7 separate regions of the Mus musculus genome follow, and all the other regions are linked to region 7. Evidence: chromatin contacts called from public Hi-C, HiChIP or PLAC-seq and promoter capture Hi-C data. All regions are on one chromosome and are shown on one strand. Each heading gives the region's core, a stretch centred on a gene start, on an enhancer-like site or on the middle of the called end of the contact. The rest is flanking DNA. Distances are from core to core; before and after follow the strand shown. Region 1 has its middle 24 kb from the start of Cap1. Region 2 has its middle 28 kb from the start of Ppt1. Region 3 holds the start of AU022252 (expressed sequence AU022252). Region 4 overlaps Ppt1 (palmitoyl-protein thioesterase 1). Region 5 holds the start of Trit1 (tRNA isopentenyltransferase 1). Region 6 holds the start of Mfsd2a (major facilitator superfamily domain containing 2A). Region 7 holds the start of Smap2 (small ArfGAP 2).

What was found. Promoter capture Hi-C pulls out the DNA fragments that hold promoters and counts their contacts. A called contact is a pair of places that touch in the nucleus more often than the background predicts. HiChIP or PLAC-seq counts read pairs in DNA pulled down with a chosen protein or histone mark.
Region 1: a contact with region 7 is called in a promoter capture Hi-C map of hippocampal neurons, with 7 times the contacts expected there. The contact joins the enhancer-like site here to the promoter of Smap2 in region 7. A contact is called at or near these places in 7 of 39 promoter capture datasets (the C10 cell line, cranial neural crest, embryonic stem cells and 4 more), 1 of 15 datasets of contacts at CTCF or cohesin (large pre-B cells) and 1 of 115 datasets of contacts at active chromatin or transcription factors (bone marrow-derived dendritic cells).
Region 2: an H3K27ac HiChIP or PLAC-seq map of large pre-B cells shows a contact between it and region 7, with 11 times the contacts expected there. The contact joins the enhancer-like site here to the promoter of Smap2 in region 7. A contact is called at or near these places in 5 of 39 promoter capture datasets (cranial neural crest, embryonic stem cells, frontonasal cranial neural crest and 2 more) and 2 of 115 datasets of contacts at active chromatin or transcription factors (astrocytes and large pre-B cells).
Region 3: a Hi-C map of B cells shows a contact between it and region 7, with 5 read pairs. The contact joins the promoter of AU022252 here to the promoter of Smap2 in region 7. A contact is called at or near these places in 1 of 484 Hi-C or Micro-C datasets (B cells), 2 of 115 datasets of contacts at active chromatin or transcription factors (bone marrow-derived dendritic cells and microglia) and 1 of 9 other capture datasets (liver).
Region 4: a contact with region 7 is called in a promoter capture Hi-C map of pre-B cells. The contact joins the enhancer-like site here to the promoter of Smap2 in region 7. A contact is called at or near these places in 9 of 39 promoter capture datasets (the 3T3-L1 cell line, cranial neural crest, embryonic stem cells and 6 more), 1 of 15 datasets of contacts at CTCF or cohesin (large pre-B cells), 2 of 115 datasets of contacts at active chromatin or transcription factors (the NIH/3T3 cell line and embryonic forebrain) and 1 of 9 other capture datasets (pancreatic islet).
Region 5: a promoter capture Hi-C map of pre-B cells shows a contact between it and region 7. The contact joins the promoter of Trit1 here to the promoter of Smap2 in region 7. A contact is called at or near these places in 13 of 39 promoter capture datasets (the 3T3-L1 cell line, 3T3-L1-derived adipocytes, the C10 cell line and 8 more), 2 of 484 Hi-C or Micro-C datasets (B cells and cortical neurons) and 9 of 115 datasets of contacts at active chromatin or transcription factors (SST interneurons, bone marrow-derived dendritic cells, embryonic forebrain and 4 more).
Region 6: a contact with region 7 is called in a promoter capture Hi-C map of stem cell-derived epiblast-like cells, with 10 times the contacts expected there. The contact joins the promoter of Mfsd2a here to the promoter of Smap2 in region 7. A contact is called at or near these places in 15 of 39 promoter capture datasets (the 3T3-L1 cell line, cranial neural crest, embryonic stem cells and 8 more), 9 of 115 datasets of contacts at active chromatin or transcription factors (the 230-238 cell line, T-cell acute lymphoblastic leukemia, astrocytes and 6 more) and 1 of 9 other capture datasets (embryonic stem cells).

What each region holds. Positions count from the first base shown.
Region 1 is chr4:122,907,980-122,911,212 of GRCm38.p6, forward strand. No RefSeq gene overlaps it. Among named protein-coding and RNA genes, the nearest start is that of Cap1, 24 kb to the left of the region's middle. Within about 2 kb of position 1,727, at least 30 of the 459 cell types and tissues checked have an H3K27ac peak or open chromatin away from gene starts, as enhancers often do. A contact at or near this core is called in hippocampal neurons, where this site is marked.
Region 2 is chr4:122,806,589-122,809,775 of GRCm38.p6, forward strand. No RefSeq gene overlaps it. Among named protein-coding and RNA genes, the nearest start is that of Ppt1, 28 kb to the right of the region's middle. Within about 2 kb of position 1,738, at least 12 of the 459 cell types and tissues checked have an H3K27ac peak or open chromatin away from gene starts, as enhancers often do.
Region 3 is chr4:119,230,883-119,234,176 of GRCm38.p6, forward strand. It overlaps AU022252 (expressed sequence AU022252), which reads right to left and starts at 1,842. Exons shown (of 5, transcript NM_001012400.2): 1 at 1,701-1,842; 2 at 1,472-1,587. The coding sequence starts at 1,779. P3h1 (prolyl 3-hydroxylase 1) reads left to right here and starts at 2,033. Exons shown (of 15, transcript NM_019783.2): 1 at 2,033-2,548. The coding sequence starts at 2,075.
Region 4 is chr4:122,857,401-122,860,576 of GRCm38.p6, forward strand. Ppt1 (palmitoyl-protein thioesterase 1) reads left to right here. Exons shown (of 9, transcript NM_008917.3): 9 at 110-1,775. The coding sequence ends at 232. It overlaps Cap1 (CAP, adenylate cyclase-associated protein 1 (yeast)), which reads right to left. Exons shown (of 13, transcript NM_001358035.1): 13 at 1,648-2,817. The coding sequence ends at 2,734. Among named protein-coding and RNA genes, the nearest start is that of Ppt1, 23 kb to the left of the region's middle. Within about 2 kb of position 1,906, at least 49 of the 459 cell types and tissues checked have an H3K27ac peak or open chromatin away from gene starts, as enhancers often do. A contact at or near this core is called in pre-B cells, where this site is marked.
Region 5 is chr4:123,014,882-123,018,151 of GRCm38.p6, forward strand. It overlaps Trit1 (tRNA isopentenyltransferase 1), which reads left to right and starts at 1,712. Exons shown (of 11, transcript NM_025873.3): 1 at 1,712-1,902. The coding sequence starts at 1,729.
Region 6 is chr4:122,959,578-122,962,913 of GRCm38.p6, forward strand. Mfsd2a (major facilitator superfamily domain containing 2A) reads right to left here and starts at 1,611. Exons shown (of 14, transcript NM_029662.2): 1 at 1,364-1,611. The coding sequence starts at 1,456.
Region 7 is chr4:121,015,940-121,019,098 of GRCm38.p6, forward strand. Smap2 (small ArfGAP 2) reads right to left here and starts at 1,308. Exons shown (of 10, transcript NM_133716.3): 1 at 810-1,308. The coding sequence starts at 912.

The DNA.
Region 1 (3,233 bases), core at 477-2,976, 1.9 Mb after region 7:
ACAAGGCTGAAGAGATTGCTCGGTACTGTATTCATTCCTCTTGAAACCCGGAATCAGGCAGCTCTCACCATGTGTAACACCAGCTCCAGAGGATCCGATGCCCCCTTCTGGCCTCCATAGGCACCGACACACATACATACATAGACATACACAGATGCATAAGTAAAAGTAAATTTAAAAAAAAAAAACAACTCTTTAAAAATAATAAAATGAATCTTTAAAAAAAAATTAGTCTGGGGCAGGAGAGATGGCTCAGGGGTTAAGAGCACTGATTGCTCTTCCAGAAGTCCTGAGTTCAATTCCCAGCAACCACATGGTGGCTCACAACCATCTGTAATGGCATCTGATTCTCTCTTCTGGTGTGTCTGAAGAGAGCAATGGTGTATTCATGTACATAAAATAAATAATAAATCTAAAAATATTCATCTGAATTGATAGTTTCCTTTTTTTAAGAAATCAGTCTGACCAATGTGGTGGTATATTCCTTTAATCCCAACACAAGGAGGCAGAGGTGAGTTTGAGGCCAGCCTGGTCTACATATGGAGTTCTAGTCCAACCAGGGCTACATAACAAGACCTTGTCTCAAAAACAAAACAACAACAACAAGCTCCCAAAACAAAACAGCAGCAGCAACAACAACAACAACAAAAAATCAATCTGTGCTTGATTAGGTTTTAACTGTTTATGTAGAAGCTCAGTTGTATGCTTGAGAAAAAAATCCAAGGGTCAGAGGAGGCACCAAAGAACAAATTCATCAAAAGGACTGACTTGAAAAGGCAAGGAGAGAGAGAGCCACAGGGACCATACTACACAGCAGGAAGACACTGTTCACATCGCAGTCCACACAAACCACAGTTCCTAGAGGTTTGTATACTGCATGCTATTGCTATTACGGTGTCTGTGTGTATGAAGTATGTTGGTGCCACTGTGCATGTGTGGAGACCAGAGGACAAGTTTCTGGAATCCACCACTGGTTAAGTCCAGGGATCAAACTCAGGCCCCTCTGGCTTCCAGAGCAAACGCTTTTACTTGAGCCCTCTTGCCTGCCTGTAGCACCCATCTTATAAAGCCACACCTTAGGGAGTAGTTCTGAGTTCAATGTGTCAGAAACTCCTGGCATCTTCCCAGAAAGCTTTCCTAACTTTGCACACTGTGGAGGCATGCTGGGGAGAAAATTGCCAATGAAGGTGTATTGAAAAATCTTGATCATTGCAATTTCACTCACTTCTGCCCCCTCCTCTTTGCTTTGGTATTCTCCCCGCTGAGCTAATGTCAAAGGAGTTCCCTGGCTACCAGTAACAGGAACCAGCTCTGACAAATTTAAGAAGGGGCATAAAGCTGATCGTGGTGGCTCATGCCCTCTAATCCCTTCATACTTGGGCTAGCTAGCAAGATCTTATGTCAAAATTTAAAATATTTATTGAAAGAAAAAACGTGAAAGATTCATAGACTCGGTACAATCCGGAAAAACTTGCAACCAGAGCAGTCGAGTGTTATATTAAAATATACAGGGTCGTGCTGGTTCCAGATATGCAGATTACAGACAAATCTCTTAATACCGCTACCTACCCTGGCGTTAATCAGCTCCGCGTGGTTTTTGCCCTTTCGTCTCCCACTATTTTTTTTTCCCAAGAGGAAGCACTCCCAATCGGCTTTGTTGTGATGGGATGTCATCCTCTGACAAGAGGGGCTTTGAACCGTGACTGACAGCCCCACGGAGACAGTGTGCAGTGTGGGAAGGGCCTTCTCCAAAAGAAAGAGATAGAACGCTGATAGAGGAAAACAACAGATGTCCTCCGCATTCCAACTGCGGGTTGCCAAGCAACATCTTCCCACGTTTTAAAATACCATATACAAGTTTTAAAATGCTTCTGTCTAACATAATATGATTATTTCAAAGGCAAACAAAAGACACACTCAGCTCCTTCCAAAAAGACACAACCCGTGTCCAGCAATGGCATCCATCCCCAACCCCCACACACCCTGGGTCCCGTCATGATCCTCCTCCATCCCCGATCCCCACACACCCTGGGTTCCATCATGATCCTCCTCCTTAGAAATCTGTGGACAGACAACAAATTTAACCAACACACACACACACACACACACACACTATACACAACACACATAATTCTAAGATGAGAGAGGGATAATTACCTTTTTGGGGAGTGGTAGGGGACCTCGAGACAGGGTTTCTCTGTGTGGCCCTGACTGTTTTGGAGCTCGCTCCATAAACCAGGCTGGCCTCAAACTCAGAGATACACCTGCCTCTGTCTCCCAAGTGCTGGGATTAATGATGTCCACCACCGAGCTAACTGCCTTGTAAATATATATATATATAACTTTATGCATAGTATTATATGTAACTTACACTTCTACAAAAAAAAATGATACATAAAAGAAACGGTATGCTCCCCACTTACAGTCAGTCTTACCCCTAATATGTGTAGGTTTCATATGGTTGGTTGGTTGGTTGTTTAGTTCGGAGTTTGGATTTGTTTTCTTTTGTTTTGACCTGGGAAGGATGGGGGGGGGGTCTTTTTGGTGGAGGTAGGGGCTGGCCTGGAACTTTGTATGTAGACCAGACTGGCCTTGAACTCACAGAGATCCTCCTGATTCTGTCTCCAGATTACTGGAATTAAACACGTGTGCCACCACACCTGACTTTATTTTCGTTTTATGTTTTTGTTTGCTTGTTTGTTTTGTTGAAATTATACGATACCAGCGAAGGGGAATTGTTATCATATGTGCAGTGCTTATACAGGCCAGAAGAGGGCAGCAGATCCCTTGGAGCTGGAGTTACAAGTGGTTGCAAAGCTCCCTTCTCCCCCTCGTGTGGGTGCTAGGAACCTTACTTAGATCCTCTGGAAGAGCAACAAGCACTCTTGGCTATTGGGGTATCTCTCTAACCCCTCACCCTGGCATAATTCGGTCCTCCCATCCCCAGTCCATGCCATCTGGCCATTGGCTGGCCAGCACCTTATTTGGTTTAGTGTTTTGCCAGGTGGGCTGTGGAACTCAGCCATCAAAGTAGCTCGTAACGATTCCCACCCGCCTGATATCCACACCCTTGTGTAGTGTCCTCCCACCTGAAGTATACGCCAGAATATTTCCAGATGTTGGAATAGCATTGCTATCTGTTCTCTCATACTTACCACCCTGGATTTCAGTGCCGCACTCGCTCCGGACCCTGGAGATTTCGCTGTGTTATGAATCAATTCTGTACCTCTTGG
Region 2 (3,187 bases), core at 488-2,987, 1.8 Mb after region 7:
GAAGGCTACTGATTTATTTTATTGTACTCAATCCACTAGAAATTGATCAGAGCCATAAAATAGACTCAGAAGCTGAACTGTGACCCTGAGTCAGAGTTTAAGCTTGAAATACACAAACATCTATGCCAAGTTATCTCATGATTTAAGAATAGGTGACTTCTTTGGAACATATCTTTGTGGTACACTTATCCTGCTCCCACTGGCTGGGTTATCAAGCTGTGTTGGTTTGAATATGCTTGACCCAGAGAGTGGCACTATTAGGAGGTGTGGCCTTGTTGGAGGAAATGTGTCACTGTAGGTGTGGGTTTTGAGACCCTCCACAATTTGTTCCTGGCTTCTTTTGGATGAAGATGTAAAACTCTCAGATCCTCCTGTGACATGCCTGCCTGGACACTGCCATTCTCCTTACCTTATGATACTGGGATGAACCTCTGAATCCTGTAAGTCAGGATTATAAAGGATTAATGATGTCCTTTATAAGACTTGCATTGGTCATGGTGTCTGTTCACAGCAATAAAACCCTAACTAAGACAACAGATATGGAAGGATGATTTGCCTTGCAGTCTCATTTCAGCTTGCCAACTGTGATTTCAACTACCCACAGTAATGTCTCTTTCTACCAAGCAGGATATCTGTTATCCAGGGACGTCTTGGAACTTAAAATGTATTTGACTCCTATTCAAAATGGAAGTTCTATTCAAAAATGGCTTCAGTTTGGTTCCATTGTACATAGCCATCAGAGAAATGCAAGTCAAAACTACTCTGAGATTTCATCTTACACCTGTCAGAATGACCAAGATCAATAACATAAGTGACAACTTATGCTATCAAGGATGTGGAGCAAGGGGAACACTCCTTCATTGCTGGTAGGTCACAGCCACTATGGAAATCAATATGGTTGTTTCTCAGAAAAAATTGGGAATCAATCTACCTCAAGACCCAGATTTACCTCTCTTAGGCACATACACAAAAGATGTCCCATCCTACCCCACTCTCACTTGCTTAGCTATGTTTATAGAAGCTTTATTCCTAATAGCCAGAAACTGGAAACAACCTAGATGCCCCTCAAACAGAAGAATGGATAAAGAAAACGTGGTATGCTTACACAATGGAGTGTTACTCAGCTGTTAGAGAAAAAATGACATTATAAAAATTTTAAGCTAATGGATGGAACTAAAACATCCAGAGTGAGGTGACCCAGACCCAGGAAGACAAACGTGATTTTGATTCACAAGTGGATATTAGCTGTTAAATAAAATATAATCACACTACAATCCACAGACCCAGAGAGTCTAAGTAACAAGGCTAGGGGGATGCAGGGTTCTCCCTGGGGAGGAAAAATATAATTTGTGGATAGACTTGGTGGGTGGGGACGGAAACAGGAGGGAATTGGGTGAGGAAGTGAGGGACAGAGGAAGGAGTACAGGAAAAGATTACCAGAATACTGAAACATTTCTAGGAACACAGCAGAAACTTCCTTCACCCATGAAGATGACCCTAGCAAGGACTCCTAGTAATGGAGTATATGAAGCCTGAATCATCCATCTTTGATAACCTAGCAGGCTTCCAGTGGCAGGACCCAGGCACCAATCCAGCCATAAAACCTTCAACCCATAAATAAACACAGCATGTATGCACAGCATGTATGTACCCGTCCTGCCTGCAAGATCGTGGCTCAAAGCTTGTGAGAGTGGCCAACCAAAGACTGGTATAACCAGGCCCAAGCCACAAGAGGGAGCCCGTGCCCAACATTGCCTGGATTCCAGGAACTGGAAACTGAATGTTTGGCTCAGATACCTAGAGTAGAACCAAACACAATTGAAAAGGGAGAAAAAAGTCACTGAAATGATTCCTAATGATGTTCATACATTGGTGCCTAGCCCAATTGACATCAGAGAGGCTCCTTCCAGCAGCTTACGGGAGCAGATGCAGAGACCCACTCAAACATTAGCTGGAGCTCAGGGAAACCTGTAGAAGAGGAGAAGGAAGGATTATAAGAGCCAGAAGGGTTGAGGACTCCAGGAAAACACAGTCCACAGAATCAACTAAGCAGGGCTCATAGGGGCTCACAGAGACTGCAGTGGCAATCACAGAGCCTACACTAGGTCTGTGCTAGGTCCTCTGCATACATGCTGTGTTTATTTAACTTGGGTTTTTTTGTAGGGCTCCTAACAGAGGGAGAAGGGATATCAGTGACTCTTTGCCAGCTCTTGGGACCCTTTTCCTCCTATGAGTTGCTTCGTCCAGCCTTGATATGGGTGTTTGTGCCTAGTCTTATTGCATCTTGCTATGCTGAGTTCAGCTGGTATCACTGAGAAGCCAGCTGGTATCACTGGGAAGCCTGCTCTTTCCTGAAGAGAAATGGAGAATGGATCTGGGAGAGGGCAGGCTGCCATTGGGATGTATTGTATGAAAGAATACATTTAAAAATAAATGTTTGTTTTCAGGCCAGACTTGATGGTGCATGCCTTTAATTGCAGACTAGGGAGGCAGTGGCTGGCAGATCTCTGTGAGTTTGAAGGCAACCTGATCTACAGAGTGAGTTCCAAGACAGTCAGGGCTGTTACACAGAGAAACACAAATAATAACAATAATAACAATAACAATAATAATAATAATAAAATATATTTTCTTTTGGGGTTTTTTTTTGGTGTATTGCCTGCATATATAACTGCACACCATGTGTGTGTATAGTGCTCGGGGGAGGCTAGATGAAGAAGTTGGATCCCTAGAACTGATGTTGCATTCATGTGGGTGCTGAAAATTGAACCAGGGATATCTGGAAGAGTGGTTAGAGCTCTTAACTACCAAGGCATCTCTTCAGCCCTTGATTTTTGCGGGGTGTTGGTTAGTTAGGTGGGTGGGTGGGTGGTTGGTTGGTTTTGAGGCTGGCCTGGTACAAATTGGCGTCAAACTTACAGAAACCCTATTTTTTTTTCTGTCTCCTAACTGCTGAGATTACAAACAGATAGCATCACCCTGGCCTAAAATTAACCGGTGTGTGTGTGTGTGTGTGTGTGTGTGTGTGTGTGTGTGTGTGTGTGTAGTGTATGTGCACGTGTGCAAGTGTGCTCTGCTGTTTCCATGCAGAGGCTAGAGGACATCAGGTGTTCCACTCTATCATACTCTACCTAATTCTCTTGAATCTGGAGCAGGCTGGTGGCCAGCAAGCCATGTGTGTGTAGAC
Region 3 (3,294 bases), core at 592-3,091, 1.8 Mb before region 7:
ACCAGTATAAAAGACTAAAGCTGGGCTGGAGAGATTGCTCAGCAGTTCAGAGCACTGACTGCTCTTCCAGAGGTCCTGAGTTTAATTCCCAGCAACCACATGGTGGCTCATAACCATCTATAACAGGATCCAATGACTTCTCCTGGTGTCTCTGGCGAGAACGGCAGTGTACTCACATATATAAAATAAATAAATCTTAAAAAAAAAAAAAAAAAGCTGTGTTCTCTCTGTGGCTGAGTCCACTACCGTCACTCTGAAACTCAAAGTGTTGATTGCCCAAGATTTTGTCCCTAGCTACCTCCCTCCAATAGCAGCCTGATTAAACAAACACGTGATAGTCTTCTAAGCCTGTTTTTGAGCCCACCTCTCTTAAAAAAAAAAAAAAAGTAAAGTTTTAATTAAAAAGGTTTTTCTAAACATTTGAATTTTTCTTAAATACTACAACAGACATTTTTTGTGTGAGGGATTTTTGGCATGTCAATCATTAATTTTCTTGATCAAAACAAACTCTTGAACACGATAACTGCCAAATAAGCTAGTTTATACAAGAGAAAGAGAACACTAGAAGCTTTTAAAGCAGCCAGGCTCCGACACTGTAAAAGAGTCTTCAGGGGAAGTCTTGCTAAGAGAAGGAAACTGGAGTCCCACTTAGCCCTATGAGCCTCTCCACCTCAAAGATCTCATTTTACAGATCCAGAGCTCCAGAGAGAAACAATCAAAACCAATCTGTCAAAACTTCTACGGTCTTTTCCATTATTTTGCATATCTTCTTTATTTTACCTATTATGGAAACCGACGCCTAAGCTCTGGACATAGTAATACTGACTGTATCCACTGAAATTCACCATGTGTGACAGCGACCCTTGTAATACCCAGCCTTTGGGAGGCTGAATTCAAAGCCAACCTGGGCTATACAGCAAATGAAACTACCTCCAGTTTTATTGTGTGTGGTCTTTTTTTCAATAGGAATTTTACCCTGTGCCTTTTTGCATGCTGTTTTTGGTAGTGCTAAGAATCAAATTCAGGGCTAGGCAACAGTAAACTACAACCCCAGCAGTTTTTGTTTTATTTTGTTTTGTTTTTTTAAAAAGGAAAGAAAGAGCATATATTTAAGTTCCACAAGCTCCTGGGTAACAGATAAAGACCTTATGGGAAGCAGAATAAAATGTGACTATTTAAGAATTTGGTATAGAAGCCATACATTTAATCCCAGCATAGGGTTTTGGGGTTGGAGGGTGGGGGAGGAAGGTGGATCTGTCAGTTCGAGGCCAGCCTAGTCTATAATATAGAGAGTTCCATGACAGCCAGAGTTATGTAGAAAGGCCCTGTCTCAAAACAAACAACAACAGAGGAATTGGGATAGAGTGATCCTCTTCGTGTGAAATGGAATGGTAACTTCAGTACTGCCGAGTTCACAGGCTGTCCCGAGCCCAAAGAGGCAGGGTAAAGTACGGAGATGGCTATTCCTCACCTTCTGCACCTGCTCGGCGAGCGCCACGAGGTCTAAGGGGTCCCCGACCCGGTGGGTGTGGTAGGGGCTCACCAGAGCCAGGCCGCCGGGGGTCGGGGTGAGCTCCACCAGGGCTCCTGCGATACACACCCGAACACAGGCGTAAGTTGAAACCCTCAGCCTTCCGTGAGCCAGCAGGAAAGAGCCACCCGGCTGCGACCTCCTACCCAGGCAACTCAGTCCCACCTACCTCCAGGACCCGCCGCCTCCTTCACCCCCAGATTTCCCGTACCACTTTCGTACCGGCCGGGAACCCCGGGGTCCGCCATAACAGCACCTCGGTCCCACCACCCGCAGGGAGCTCAGTCTAAAGCGCAGGCGCACAACAGCTTGTGGGCGGGGTTTTCTCGTTCTCAGTCCATTGAGCTGTGCGCATGAGATTAGAGGCGGAGCCTCACGAAGAGTAAGTGTTTGGATTGGTTGAAAGCAAGAGGCGGTACAAGTTTCCTTGCCACGAGCTTCTGGACTTGGGGCGTGGCTCGTCTCTGGGCGTGGCTTCTGTGGGGGGCGGGACTCTGGAATGTGCCCCAGGCGAGCAGTCCCGTTAAGTGGAGGAGCAAGGCCATGGCGGTGAGCGAAAGGAGGCTGCTGGCAGCGATGCTAGCGGTCGCCGCCGCCGCCGCCTTACGGGTTGCGGCGGAGTCTGAGCCGGGATGGGACGTGGCAGCCCCTGACCTGCTTTACGCAGAGGGGACCGCGGCCTACTCGCGCGGGGACTGGCCCGGGGTGGTCCTGAACATGGAGCGGGCGCTGCGCTCGCGGGCGGCCCTGCGTGCCCTCCGCCTGCGCTGCCGCACACGCTGTGCCACCGAACTGCCGTGGGCACCGGACCTGGATCTCGGTCCGGACCCCAGCCTGAGCCAGGACCCGGGCGCCGCCGCCCTGCACGACCTGCGCTTCTTCGGAGCCGTGCTGCGCCGTGCCGCCTGCCTACGCCGCTGCCTCGGGCCGCCCTCTGCCCACTTGCTGAGTGAAGAACTGGACCTGGAGTTCAACAAGCGGAGCCCGTACAACTACCTGCAGGTCGCCTATTTCAAGGTGCGACTGGTCCGGAGCCCGGTGGCCGGGAGCGACCTGGGGAACTTGGGGAGCAGAGCAGGGATGAGACGGCAGGGAGGCAAGGGACCTCTTGGCTAGGGAGCTCTTGGCGGACTTTGGGAGCTTCACCCGGTTCTTATGGGCAGATGCTAACCCTAAAGGTCCAGCCAGTAGTGACAGCCCAAGCCAAGAAAAACCTGACCTTTTTCTTTTGGGAAGGCCTCCTAGAGGGAACCGAGGCGGCCGCTAGGGTCTCCCAGCAGTACTTCATTGCAAGTGTCCAAGTGCTTCTGCAACATCTTCCTTCCGGTTCGTTCTCCAATCATGCTTTCCCTGCTCCCTAATCCAACAGCAGCGCTCTTTCAGGACGTGGGATTGCCACGTCGCCAGCAGGGGCTGCCTGGCTCCGCCCTGTGGAGGACCCTCTAGCTAGTATTTTTGGGTTTTTTGTTTTTAAGAAAATGACTGTCTTTTGGGATGCCACAGCGATTTAAGGCCAAGTCAATAAGCGGGCTTGGAACGCCAGCCTTGTCTGCCCGTGATGACTGGTAACATATATTTCCAGGACTCCGTTAAAGCACTTTACGTTTGTTTATTGCCTCATTTGCCCTGATACATACAGTATCCTTTGAGTAAATGATATTAGTCCCATGTTAGGGGGGTGGGCTGCTCATGCAGACTACATAGCTACAACAGTTTCACAGACCTTTCAGTTCTACCTAAAGAAAGACTTAGAGGCTCGTGGG
Region 4 (3,176 bases), core at 656-3,155, 1.8 Mb after region 7:
AATACTGAAGGGAAAGTGTGTATCTTGAGAGTAATTGTTAATATTCTACTGGGTTAGTCTAAAACCTTCAGTAAGCCTCTTGGATTCATTATGTCCTTTCTCTCTACAGGACCGCCTGGGGCTAAAGAAAATGGACAAAGCAGGAAAGCTAGTGTTTCTGGCTAAGGAAGGGGACCATCTTCAAATATCTAAAGAATGGTTTACTGCCCACATCATACCTTTTCTTAAGTGAAGCCCTGGCACTTTATAGCAGAGTTCATGAAACCACAGCTCTTCCAAGCCATGTACATAGTTCATGCTCAGCCCTGAACTCTAATCTAGCCTGCAACCAGCCCTTCTCTCCTCTTATCATCTAACATACCCTACTTGGAAAGATCTAAGATCTCAATCTTATCCTTTGCCGCCTGCTATCACCATATGGTGTTGGATTCAAGTTTAATTAGCTAATAACCATGGAGATTGTTTTACAACTTTGTGATATGGTCAAGCTCCCGTTTAAGAAATGGGAGTCTGTTGTTGCAGATCAGTAATTGTGCCTAAAAGAGACAGAAGTGAAAAAGAGACAAGCTCTGAGGGCAAAACCCATACAAATTTGGAGCAAATAAAAGCCCAGGTCTGAGATGTTCACACAAGCAATTTCTCTGCACTGCTGTGTGGGCCGTGCATGATGTTTCCCCATCATTTCTTAAGACTGTTTTCCTGTGTAAGTGTTGCCCTCTAGAGGTACCTAGCAGTCACCCCACAAGCCTACCATCACGTCCCCTTCAGAGCTCACCTTGTATCCTTAATCCTCAGTAACAGAATTAGTCACACAGGGGGGAACTGCCAGCAGGGTTGCTTAGGAAAGGAAATGGACCTTCTCTTCTCTTCTCTTCTTTGAGACAGGGTTTCACTCACTTTGTAACCCTAGCTGGCCTGGAATTCACTATGTAGAGCAGACTGGTCTTGAACTCACAGTCACAGAGATCACCTGCCCCCTCTGCCTTTCAAGTACAGGGATTAAAGGCATGCATCACCACAGCCTACAGCAATGTGTGTCTTATATACTATGAGATAGTGAGGGAGTATAGAAGTGAAAACCAGGTGTCTGTTCTTGCCCTTAATATTATAAGTGGCATAAATGTCACACCATTGCAAAGAACGGGAGAAATAGTCTAAAAAGGTGGGGCTTTGGCATTCCTACCCTACATCCTATTTACCAGCATACATCAAACTGCTGCTGATTTGATTCCTCAAGAAAATGATTGGGGAATATTGTAGACTTCTTTTCCCTCCTATTAAACAGATGATAACTTTGATTGTTAAAGAAGAAACCACCCTGATCCCCCATTTCCTACAGTTGAGCATGGACTCCCTAGTGCCCATGCTGAGATCTCAGCATGTTCTAGATGGGTCCTCTAGAGCACGGGTTTGGAGAAATGACTGTTTTCATGAAAGCACCATTAGCACCACAGAATTCACCCACTGCCTGTTTTTCCTTTTCCTTTCTCAAACCTACTCAAATAAAAGGATGAGGGTTAAGGGCAGGAAGTGGGAGGATCTAAAAATAGTTTTGAGATTGTCTTTAAAAATAATAAAGAGTAGTTTCTTATACTTGGTATCATTTTCAGTATTTTCACATCTCTGTACTGAAAACATCAGGTGAATAACTAAACAAGTTTGGTATTAACTTTATTCTATTTTCTGTATAATTTTAAGTACATAAAGGTTTATTTCCACAGGCCTCAGGTAATGGGCAGAAGTCACAGGACAATCTTTCTTCCTCTTTTCCCACCAAAAAAAAAAAAAAAAAAAAAAAAAAATAGGAAAGGAAAGGTTGCATATTTTGGTCAGTGTGTCCTAGAGGGAGCACTGGGATTTTGCAATGCTGTGCAAGATTCTGATGTAAGTCGAGACCTAAACAGCCGCCGTGGAGGTCATAGTCCTAGTCAGGTTCCTGCGCAGAGGCCCTAAGCTGCCGAGTGACAAGCAGAAGGGTGAGTGGAGGCAATGACAGTCATCTGGCAGGGAGGAGGAACGCCAGACTCCTTGGAATGCTGTGGTGGTTTTCTTTAAAGTTGTTCCCCATGGGAATCAAGGCAGTCATCCCAGGGGGTGGGGGGAAAGGGTTTAAGACTTCCTTCCTCAGAAAAGGACACTGCTACTGTACTGCAGCTGCAAGGGAATGCCTGCTATGTTGTGGTTGATGCTGACCCAGGATGGAATGCAGATGAAGGATGCTTTTAGGAAACAAGTCTGCTTGGAATGCTGGGTGGCAATCCTTAGCTTTTGGTCGAGTGGAAGCCTGGCCTCACTTGTCAACAATGAAAACTAGGTTGGTTAGAACCTAATAGACTCCCTGGCTCCTGCCCCCCATGCTCACTGTTAGGAGAATAGTGTGCATTCTGATGTTTGGTTCCAGGGTGTTGTGAACCCTCAGGGACTGATTGTTGGTAGAATGACCCCCAAAGCTGAAAGCTTCGGTGCCCCAGTCTGGGCCTGAAGCTCTGTAAGCTCAGCCTGTGGTGCAGCTGCGCTGATGCCGAGAAGCTGCACCTTCCGGTGAAGATCCACTGACCTGCTGTCCCGCCCGTCTCAGCCTGAGGTATATTTCAGTGAAGGCAGGTAGCTGGGCTTCTCAGAGCAGAGAAGCAGTTTAAGAGCAGAAAGGTAGAGGAAATCTAGAAAAGAACCGTCTCCATACAGATGTATCCCATGGTGTGAAGGGAGAGGGCACAGGACCCATGTATTTGCTTATCCAGCGATTTCTGTCACTGTGGTGACCAACTTCTGTCCGTTCCACAGGGTCTTGAACTGCTCGGGGACTGGGAACTCGTTCTGCAAAAAGGAAGTAACAGGATGATGGGGCTGGAGAGATGACTCAGTGGTTAAGATCACTGACTGCTCTTCCTGAGTTCAATTCTCAGCAACCACATGGTAGCTCACAACCATCTGTAATGGGATCTGATGCCCTCTTCTGGTGTGTCTGAAGAGAGTGACGGTGTACTCACATATGAAATTCCTAGCCAAATGGATGGACCTGGAGGGCATCATCCTGAGTGAGGTAACCCATTCACAAAGGAACTCACACAGTATGTACTCACTGGTAAGTGGATATTAGCCCAAAACTTAGGATACCCAAGATATAAGATATAATCTGCTAAACGCATGAAACTCAAGAAGAATGAAGACCAAAG
Region 5 (3,270 bases), core at 462-2,961, 2.0 Mb after region 7:
CTCCACTCCCTTCTCATCCCTCAAATAAACATTTCCTACTAGACCCATTGGGTGGCTGATACCTGGGGGTGGGGGTCTCAGCGGCCCCATGCTGAGGCACCTCCTCCTGCTGCATCATGCCACCACATTACAAAACATATCAGACTACTCGTGGCTTTACCTAGGAGCTAGACCGAAGCAGTCTCAGAGAAAAAGCACTTATGCCCCCGCCCCCATCCCAAGTGCTGACTGAACCCAGAGCCTCATGCTGACTAAGCAAATGCTCTACCACTAAACCTGCATCCTCAGACCCCTTAAACTGCCCAACTAGCTAGAGGTTAGCAGAAGGGGTATTTAAGCATCTTTACACGTTATTGAAAGATTCTCTGCCCTTAGGCTTTTGCTCTTACTTATTTAGGGAGGCAGATGGGATTGTACAATTATAATAACACAAACTGTTTAACAAATGGTGGTTGTTATGTGCCAGTGCATTTGAAGCAAGCACTTTCCAGACATTATTTCACCTTTTCCTTATGGCAATCCTTGGAAGAATGGAAAGATAAAATTGCTGAGGTTAAGAGGTGAAGTAAGGGTCTGAAGTGTGCTCAGCTCAGTGCTAGAGTGTATATTCAGCACCCAGGGGGGGCCTGGGTTCAGTCTTCAGACAAAGAGAAAAAAAAATGCTGCTAATGGAATTAATTCTGATGAGAATTAATCAGCTCTCAGCTGATAAGTCTGAGAGCTGGAATTTGAATCTAGGTTCATCGGGTTCCATAACCATTCTTTCTTAATTTTAAACTTCAGTGTGTGTGGTGTGTGTGTGTGTGTGTGTGTGTGTGTGTGTGTGTGTGTGTGTACAGAGGTCAGCATCAGCTCTCTCCTTCCACATGCGGATCCTGGAGATTGAACTCAGGTCATCAGATCTGGCTGCCAGCAACTTTACATGTTAAACCATCTCTCTGGATTCTTAAAGCCATTTCTCAAAGTGGTGTGTGGAATCTTGAAGTCTGGCCATCCTTGATTCTGATTTTTCTTTCCCTCACTTGTATCTGCTTTACCCTTTGATTTTCTTCTGCTTCCTCTTCTAATTTTTGGGTTGTCATTCACTTGCTTGTTCTTTTGCTTTTAAGCCTATCTCTTGACTGCTTTATGCCAACGCAGAGCTTTGTCCTGCTTTCTGATTGTGTCTAAATGAGTGTGGAATTCAAACATTAGAGCCATGCTCTTGACTGAGAATTGGACAGATCTGATTTTGAAGAATGACTGAGAATCGGACACTCTCTGAGCTTATTAAATCCAACGCTAAGGTAGGCAAGTCGTTTCTCTGTCCATTTAATCATTGGTGGGTGCCTGTGCTAGGCACAGGAGACTCAGCAATGAACTAGTCAGAATGTGCTTCTTGTCTTTGTGAAATTAACAGCCTGTGGTAGAACTCAGACAATAAACCAGAGGCCAGTTATACAGTTTTATTCTTGAATTAATGCTATGAGGAAAAAGAATTGGGTGCCTGGACGCAATGTAGACAGAAATATTTTAGATGGGCTGCCATCTCTCCTTTGAGAAAGCAAGTCGGTGGGCTAATCTCAGCTAGTCGAAGGCAGTTACGTCATGGGCCTCCTAAGCTTGGTACCTTTGTCCCACAGTTTCCTCCTTTCCACCCTCCCCGCGTTCTGAGCCGGAGATCCGCGCCGGCGCACTGACTGTTGCCATGGGGACAGCTGCTTCGGCGCATGCTCAGATGCCTTCAAGATGGCGGCTGCGGCTGCTGCACGAGCAGTTCCTGTGAGCTCTGGATTCCGAGGCCTGCGGCGAACACTGCCACTTGTAGTGATTCTCGGGGCTACTGGGACTGGCAAGTCCACCCTGGCTCTGCAGTTAGGCCAGCGGCTCGGCGGCGAGATCGTCAGCGCCGACTCCATGCAGGTATGGCAGCGTGCTTGGCCCGGGGGCCTGGGAACCCTGGAGGTCGCGTGCGGGCCTCTGGACTAGGGGACACCCTGTCGCGTGGCTGTAGTGGGTGAACCTCGAGGCGTATGGGGATCCAGATGAAAGGAACCCACACCTGCTAGGTACCCATTCCAATGGCAGACAGTGTCCATTGTGTCCTGTGATCGCTAAGTAACTTCTCAGGCCATTACTCTTTCGTAGATAGTACCAACAGTTTCATTTATGGATAAAAATGTTGGGGGCTGGGGAGGTGAAGTGACCTTGTGCGTGGCACATTGCAAATAAATGGAGGAGAGATAGTGGAACGTTTAAGGTTGACATCCGGTGAATTTCAGTAAGTTAATTATTCCCAAATTTTGCCATAATTCTAATTCTAGCCCAAGGTAAGTCAGATGCCACCTGTGAGTGTCTTCTTGGGCACTAGAGCAGTCAGAGGCAGCCACTGGCTTCGTGACTTCAGATCAACAGTGCCCTTTACTTGAATATTATATTTGTAAAGTGGAGGAAATGTCATTTGCCCCACAATCACAAGGCTAAAGTATTTAATAAGTGAGACATTGGAGTGTTACAGTGGAGAGAGGGAGGCCAGCTCGAAGGTCAGACATTGTGGTAAATATTGGCTGAACCTGAGGGCTTTTTTGTTTATTTGTTTTTGTTTTTTAATCCTTTTGTCCTCTTTGCGAGAGGACTTTCGGGGATGTAGGAGCATTTGAGCTAGAGAGTAGGTGACATTTTGGGTGAATGTGAGAAGAATTACAACAGCTGTTAGGCATGTTCAAAGGTGTCGAACATATACAACCAGTCGCAGAACTCATGGTTAGTAACCTAAAATTAGTAATTAATTCTTTGCCCCACTTTACCTCATAAGGCTCCTGACATTGTTTCTACCCTCATAATTTATTTTTCCATGATAAGATCATCAGCTTATACTAAAAGGTAAGGTAATGTAACAAATAGTTGTTTGCAGCCTGCTTTGTGCCAGCTTAGGGAGATAAAGAGTTTAGCTTGAACTGAATCTCAGCCAGATTTTTTTTCCCCCAACTTTTTGCTACATGAACAAAGATACCTTTGTTCCTTTGCTAAAATAGGAAGAATATAAAAAACAACCTTGTGATCATTAAATGAAATATATGTGAAGCACTTATTACAAGTGTTTAAAAAATATGTTAACAGTGAAAACTATGGTGACTGTGTGTGTGTGTGTATATGTACATTAGACCAAACTCCTTATATTGGGGAATGTTAGTCTGGCTAAACATAGAGTAAGACAGAGCTAATAAGTGAACAGAGCTACTTATAGAGCATTTTCAGGTGGGCGGGTTCAGAAGATCAGAAGAGACTACA
Region 6 (3,336 bases), core at 361-2,860, 1.9 Mb after region 7:
AAACCCAGACTTATCCCTCCACCCCCAGACTCTGAGGAAATCTATCACCTTCCATCTTTAAAGATCTCCCAGATCAGGTGTAGTGGCACCAACACTTGGGAGGCAGAGCCCAGCAGATCTGTAAAGTCTGAGGCCAACCTGGTCTACAGAGCTAATTCCAGGTCAGCCAGGGATACAAAGAGAAACCTGTCTCAAATAAGTAAGAAAATAAATGAATAAATAAATAAATAAATAAATAAAATCTTCTCCCAGGCCCTCAGCTCCTTTCCAAGTTACCCAGAAAGAGCATGCGGTAGCAATGGGCCTGTCCCTACCTGGCACTAGCTGCCACAACCTGAAAATCCTCTTGCTGCCAAAAGTTCCCTGAGCCCAGCCCAGGCTCCCTCCCTGACGCCCCGCAGCAGCTAGGATCCACCTGCGTCCTGGATGAGTGCACCAGAAGGGGGGGGGGCGCCCAGCCCGCTGCATCCTCAGCTGTTCTTTCAATCTGTCCCAAAGTTCCCGGGCCCCTGTAGGGAGTCTTCAGCTCCAGGCAAACCCTTGAGCAGTCCTACCATCCATCTGCCTAACACGCACCCTTTCCAGCTCCTAGGGGACCTTGGAGAGGGGTAAAAAGGGCTCCAGGTGCAGGGCTCAGCCCTCTCCGGGTGGAGCACTAGGGGAGGCTGAGGTTGCCCAGGGAAAGTAGAGATTACTCATACATGGTAACAGCATAATTGCTTACTCGTTTCTTCCAAGAACAGTTAATAAAATTAAAAGGAAAAGTTAAGCACCTCCCAATTAGCTATATTGTGAGAGATTCCTTTCCTGGGGCCGCATGGTTTCATGGTGTGGTTAAATAGATCCAAAGAGTTAGAACGGATCGGAGAGAGAGGATGTCGAGACACGCGGAGCTCTGTGCATGTGAACCCTCAGTCACACAAACGCTTTCGGTATGCGGCTCCTTTAAGAGCAAAGCCCTTGTTCTTATGAATGAACTTGAGTGGCCCTCCTCAGAGTTAAAGCACGAGAGTGGGGGGTGGTGAGAGATGGAGAACCAAAGGGACTCTCAGACTTCTGGGGTCTCTTCAGGTCTAGGGAGAGAAACTAGTGTGGCTCAGCACAGTAGAACCTAGAGCGCTGGGGAGAGCCCCACGCCGCGTAGAGTTGCCGGCGCCTCTCTTGGCGCAAACCCATTGTAGGGGTGTGCAAAGGGGCTTCAGACTTTCTCCATCACTCCCGGTCCCAGAGCACTCCTTGCTTTTTTCAAGCTTCGCTGTACCCTGTTACCGCCAAGTGTCCCAAGGCCAGACCTAGTCTCCGACGCCCCTATACCCACATCCCGGCCGGCCCACCACCCCTTGCCCTCCTCTCGGGACCTCACCTTCACCTGGACCGGCCGTTCACTGGCTTGGAGGATGCTGGTGGGGAGCAGCCCCGCCGCGGAACCGCTCTCGGCGCCTTCTCCTTTGGCCATGACCCGCGGGCCACGCCGCGTGGGACCGGGACGCCGGGATGCTCTTGTGTTCTGCCGGCCGGCACTCGCCTGTGGCTCCGATCCTAGGCGCAGCCCCAGCCACTACTACGTTCGCTAGCACTTAGCAAACCAGGAACGCCGGCGATGAAAACTCCCTAGCACGTCCCCTCCGCGCCTCTTAAAGGTTCGGGCCTGCGCCTCCAGCCAATCCCTGCACGCGCCTGCCCATCTCGGCTGGCGGAGCCTCGCTGCTCAGCCACGTTCTCAAAGCCGGCAACCCACACCGCGTGCTCCTAACTACCTAAGCAAAGCTGAGAAACCCACCTGACTCGCCCGAGGAAACTGAAGTCCCAGGCTGAAAGTGACCTGTCCGAGGTCCCCCAGAGTGAGTTTTCCCTGAGTAGAGCCTGTGGCCCTTGACTTCTGAATCCCCATCAGCTCCTTTTAAAATCCGGAGTCAGGTGGCTTCTCCCCTCCCCCAAACCTGAGGCCATGGGCTGTAACTTTCATTATCAATGTCCCTCGTGTCTCAAGATCGACAATTTCCTCTTCCTCCCTTTGAAAAGTAGGGGCCTTTTTCAATGGGACAGAAAAATTACCAAGTCCAGTGGCTACCGCTTCCAGGCAGGGGAACTCGCAAGTTCTAAGAAGGAGCCATGGCCACAGCAGCCGTTTATGGGTAGCTTTCTAACAGGCTTAACATGACCTCACTGGGTGCTTATGAACGCCATCTGAGGGTGGTACTATTATTATCCCCATTTTACAACCCAGGAAAGGGGGACACAAGAAGAACAGCTGTTGCGACACAGACAGGCCAGAAAGGTTTTGTCCAGTTCCAAAGTCTTTACTCATAACTCTCCTGCTCTGCCCCTCAGCATAAATTACAGAAGGCTGAGCTATGTCTGTGCTCCCAGACAGGAAGCCCTGGGAGATACAAGACGCCAGCAGCCCTCTGTGTCGAAAAGAAAAGAAAAGAAAAGAAAAGAAAAGAAAAGAAAAGAAAAGAAAAGAAAAGAAAAGAAAAGAAAAGAGAGAAGAGAAAAGAAAAGCTTTGAGAAAGAGCATGCAGAGGAATGTGGTCCTTGAAAGAAGGGAGGACCGTCATCATCTAAACAGAGGCCAGGCATAGGTGCCAGCAGAGAACGGTCTTTGCTGCCTTTCCTTCCACCTCTGCTAATGGCACTCCAGCCTTCACAGATCCCCAGGAGCCTGGGTCAAGTCCAGCTCTCCCTCTTCAGTGAAGTTACTGCTTAGACTCTCAGAGACCGCTCACACAGGACCTGTGTTTCTCAGTGTCAAGCTTTTTTTTTTTCCCCTCCTCTTAGTTCAGATTGCAGGGAAGAGCTATTGAGATCTGACTCCTCCACAATGGCCACAGCACCCTTGTGTGCCCTGGCACATCACTGTCCAGAAACAAGCCAAGGGAAATAGTGAAGACTGTAAGAAGGCCTGTTGTCCCCACTGTCACACTGCCCTCTCTCTCTTCCATACTATAGGAGGGAAGCTATGGAGTCCTGTACAGTCTCTTCCAGCCCTAAATTCTTCACTCCTTTGAATGGCAGCATTCCAGAAGTGATCTGAATAACCGAGCCAGATTATGCCCTCCTTGAAAATAAGAACTCTATCTCTTTCACTCCCATATCCCACTAAATCACAGTGAGTGTGAGCTGAAGCACCAGAGGAGCCAGCCCATTCAGAAAAACCCCAGGCACCTCCATGGACGGGCTATCTAGTTGTTCCTGAACAACTTTATTAACCTCCTTGTGTACAAAATAGGGACCTACCTAATAGCGTTGTCTGGGGGATAAGACAAGAAGTTGTACAGGAAACATTTCGCGCACAAGGACTCAGGAGCTGAGGCTGGGCTAGTTCCCCTCCTG
Region 7 (3,159 bases), core at 58-2,557:
GACACAGAAAACAAAGGCTAAGTGGTTGTGGCCAATTTCTATTTCCTCTCTAAAGGTGTAATCACCAGGGAAATAACGAATTGGGGGAATTCCTTGCTTCCTTTTCTCCCTGCTTGAACGGGTCCTGCACTACAGTCCAGGTCTGCTAGTTTCGCTCACCACACACGCATGAGGCCTCCACAACCCAGGCTAGACTACCTAGAAATCCGCACTGTGTCACTGCATAAGGTAGCTGTTTCTCAGTGCACACGACCTGGGTGAAGAAAGCCACCTAAGCACTCGGTCTGAGCTCAACAAGGTGGTAAAATGACAGGAGCTGCTAACGACATAGCAGACAGCAAGGAATGCCACCTTTAAATATCATTTCGACAGTTTTTCTCTTAGTCATCTCACCTTCCTCCTCGTCACCCCCACCGCCACCCCCACCACACTGCAGCTCACCCACAGCTTTGCCAAGTAAAAGGCTGCCAGCTCTGCATGACAGCGAGCCCAGAAGCCATTCAGAGTCTGCAACATAGACAGTCTCACCTGAACACACCGGGCAACCCCACCCCCCACTATATCATCCCCACTTCGCTGACACACACACACACACACACACACACACACACACACACACTCGCCCACACCAAACCCCAAGTCCCAAGCCCGAGGAAACCCAGCAAGCTCATGAGCGAGGGTGGCTCGCGTGGTCATACGAAGAGGACTCGCCCTGAGCTCCAGAACCCCCTCCCCACTCAGGCCATCGCAGCTCATCGCCACGCCGCCGCCCCGCAGCTGGCCCCCCGCCGGCGCCCCGGATGCGTTACCTTTGGACTGGCAGTCAGCACAGAACTTGTTATCTTCCTCCAGCAGCAGGTTGGCCAGGACCGCCTGGTACCGATCCACGTCCTTCACCGACTTGCCTGTCATGGCCAGGGTGCCGGCGGGGGCAGAGGGCGACGCGCCCCCTGCACCCCCCAAGAACCCCTGCCTCTGTCCGGGGCTGAGGCCTTGGGGTCCCCGCCCAGGCGGTCCTCTCGCCCGGCCCGGAGCAGCCCCGGGGTCAGAGCCGTCAGCGCCCCCGCCCCGCAGCCCCTCAGCCCCTCAGCGCGGCGCCCCCTGGCGGGCTTCGGGCAAGGCAGGGACTCGCGGAGGCTGCGGGACCCCAGAAGTGGCCTAGGTGGAGCGAGCTCCCGGCTTCAGGCGTGCGGGACGCACACTTGACCCCGAGTGTTGAGGGTCTGCCCGCTGTGCTTCCCGCCTCGGTTTCCCTGGCAGCTGCGACCAGCTCAGCCGCCACCTCCACCGCCTACTTCCGGCAGCTCTTCCTCTCCTCCTCCACCCAGCCCAACCCGCGCATGCGCCCCGCCCACCGCGCTGCACTGGGCTCTCCCCTTGGCTCCGCCTCCTAGGAACCAATCCGGGAAGAGCCGGGGGCGGGGCTTAGGTGGAAGCGGCGGGAGGGAGGACACGCCCCCTGCGTGCCCTTGGAAAAGAATGAATGAAGCCGGGTGGAGAGGGAGGAGAGTGAAGAGAATAAAGTGAAGGGAACGACCAACATTTACAGAGCTCATACTGTGTGCCATGTACTGCTCTAAGCGCTTTCTATCAATTATCACAGTATGCTCTTCACAGCAACCTTTATAAGATGTGTGTTTATTATCCTTATATAATACAAGGGTTGTGGCTATCCCAGACTCCTTTAGGTTAGTCTTTCCTTCAAGAGACAAAAGGACTCACCCTCTGACCCGAGTTAAAGAGACATTACACCCTCCCTCGTGATCACTTCTAACTTGGAATGCCTCCTGCCGCTGATATACATTAGTCTTCTCTGTGACTACTGCCCTTTTTGAGCATCGCTCTGACTAGTGTCTAGGCAGAACTTTTCTTTCCTTTAAAAAAAATTTTTTTTTGAACAGGTTCTTCCTAAGTAGCCCTTGGTGGCCTGGAACTTTATATTGTAGATTAGGATAGCCTCGAACTAACAGAGAACTGCCTCCAAAGTGCTGGGATTAAAGGTATGTGCCACCATACCTAGCCTCCTTTACTTGCGTGTGTGTGCATGCGTGCGTGTGTGAGTGCGTACGTGTGCGTGTGCGTGTGCGTGCGTGCGTGCGTGCGTGCGTGCGTGCGTGTGTGTGTGTGTGTGTGTGTGTGTGTGTGTGTGTGTAGGTGTCCAAGGAGGCCAGAAGAGGGCATTGCAGTACCTGAAGCTGGAGTTTCAGCTGATGGATGAGGGTGTGTGATGTGGGTGTTGGGGAAGGAACCAGGGTCCTATGAGAGATTACCAAACTCTCTCACCTGCTGAGCCATCTCTCAGGTTGTTTGGGGGAGAGCCAGTTATAGGGTAACATGGAATAAGCAGCTACTTAAAAATGGTTATTAGGTATTATTTTCCAAAGCCTCTCTTGTTACAAATAGTGTCTTGAACCCACGGCCATCTTCCTGTGTATGCATTCCGTCCCTTCACTCATCAAATTCTTAAAAGAGACTGAGAAAAAACAGGATGTGCTAAAGGGGAAGAGAACGCTACTTCCTGATATTTGCTCTTAAGGGATTCTTCTGAAGGCTAGAGTAATAGACCAGGGAGGCCAGCAAGACAAAGTGTTTATTTGCCTCTAAGACAGCAGTCTTGTTCATCTCTACTTTCTCCCAAGACCAGGCTCCCCTCAAAATGTTTATATTATATATTTATTTATTATATATTGTAATATATAATATTTATATATTATAAAGGGAAATTAAAATATTTGTTACATTATTAATCAGAATAATTTATTCCTGTTCCAAACCTTTTCATTCCAGTGAAGTCTCAAAGAACTTACTTTCATAAACGTCCAAGTTCATATAGTATTTTCCTAAGACAGGTCCATCAGATTTGATATTCTCTTAGTCGTTTTTAAATTTTTATTTGATTTTATTGAGACAGGGCCTCCCTATATAGCCCTGGGTGGCCTGAATTCACTCTGTAGTCCAGGTTGGCCTTGACCTCACAAAGTTCTGCTTGCCTCTGCCTCCTGAGTGCTAGGATTAGAGGCATTGCAATATGTTGGCCTTAAGATTTAGTTTTAATTTTTAACTATGTGTATGTGTGTCTATATGTGGGTCTGCACATAACAGATCAGGTGCCCTTGGAGTCCAGGAAAAGGGCATCCAATTTTCTGGCGCTGGAGTCAT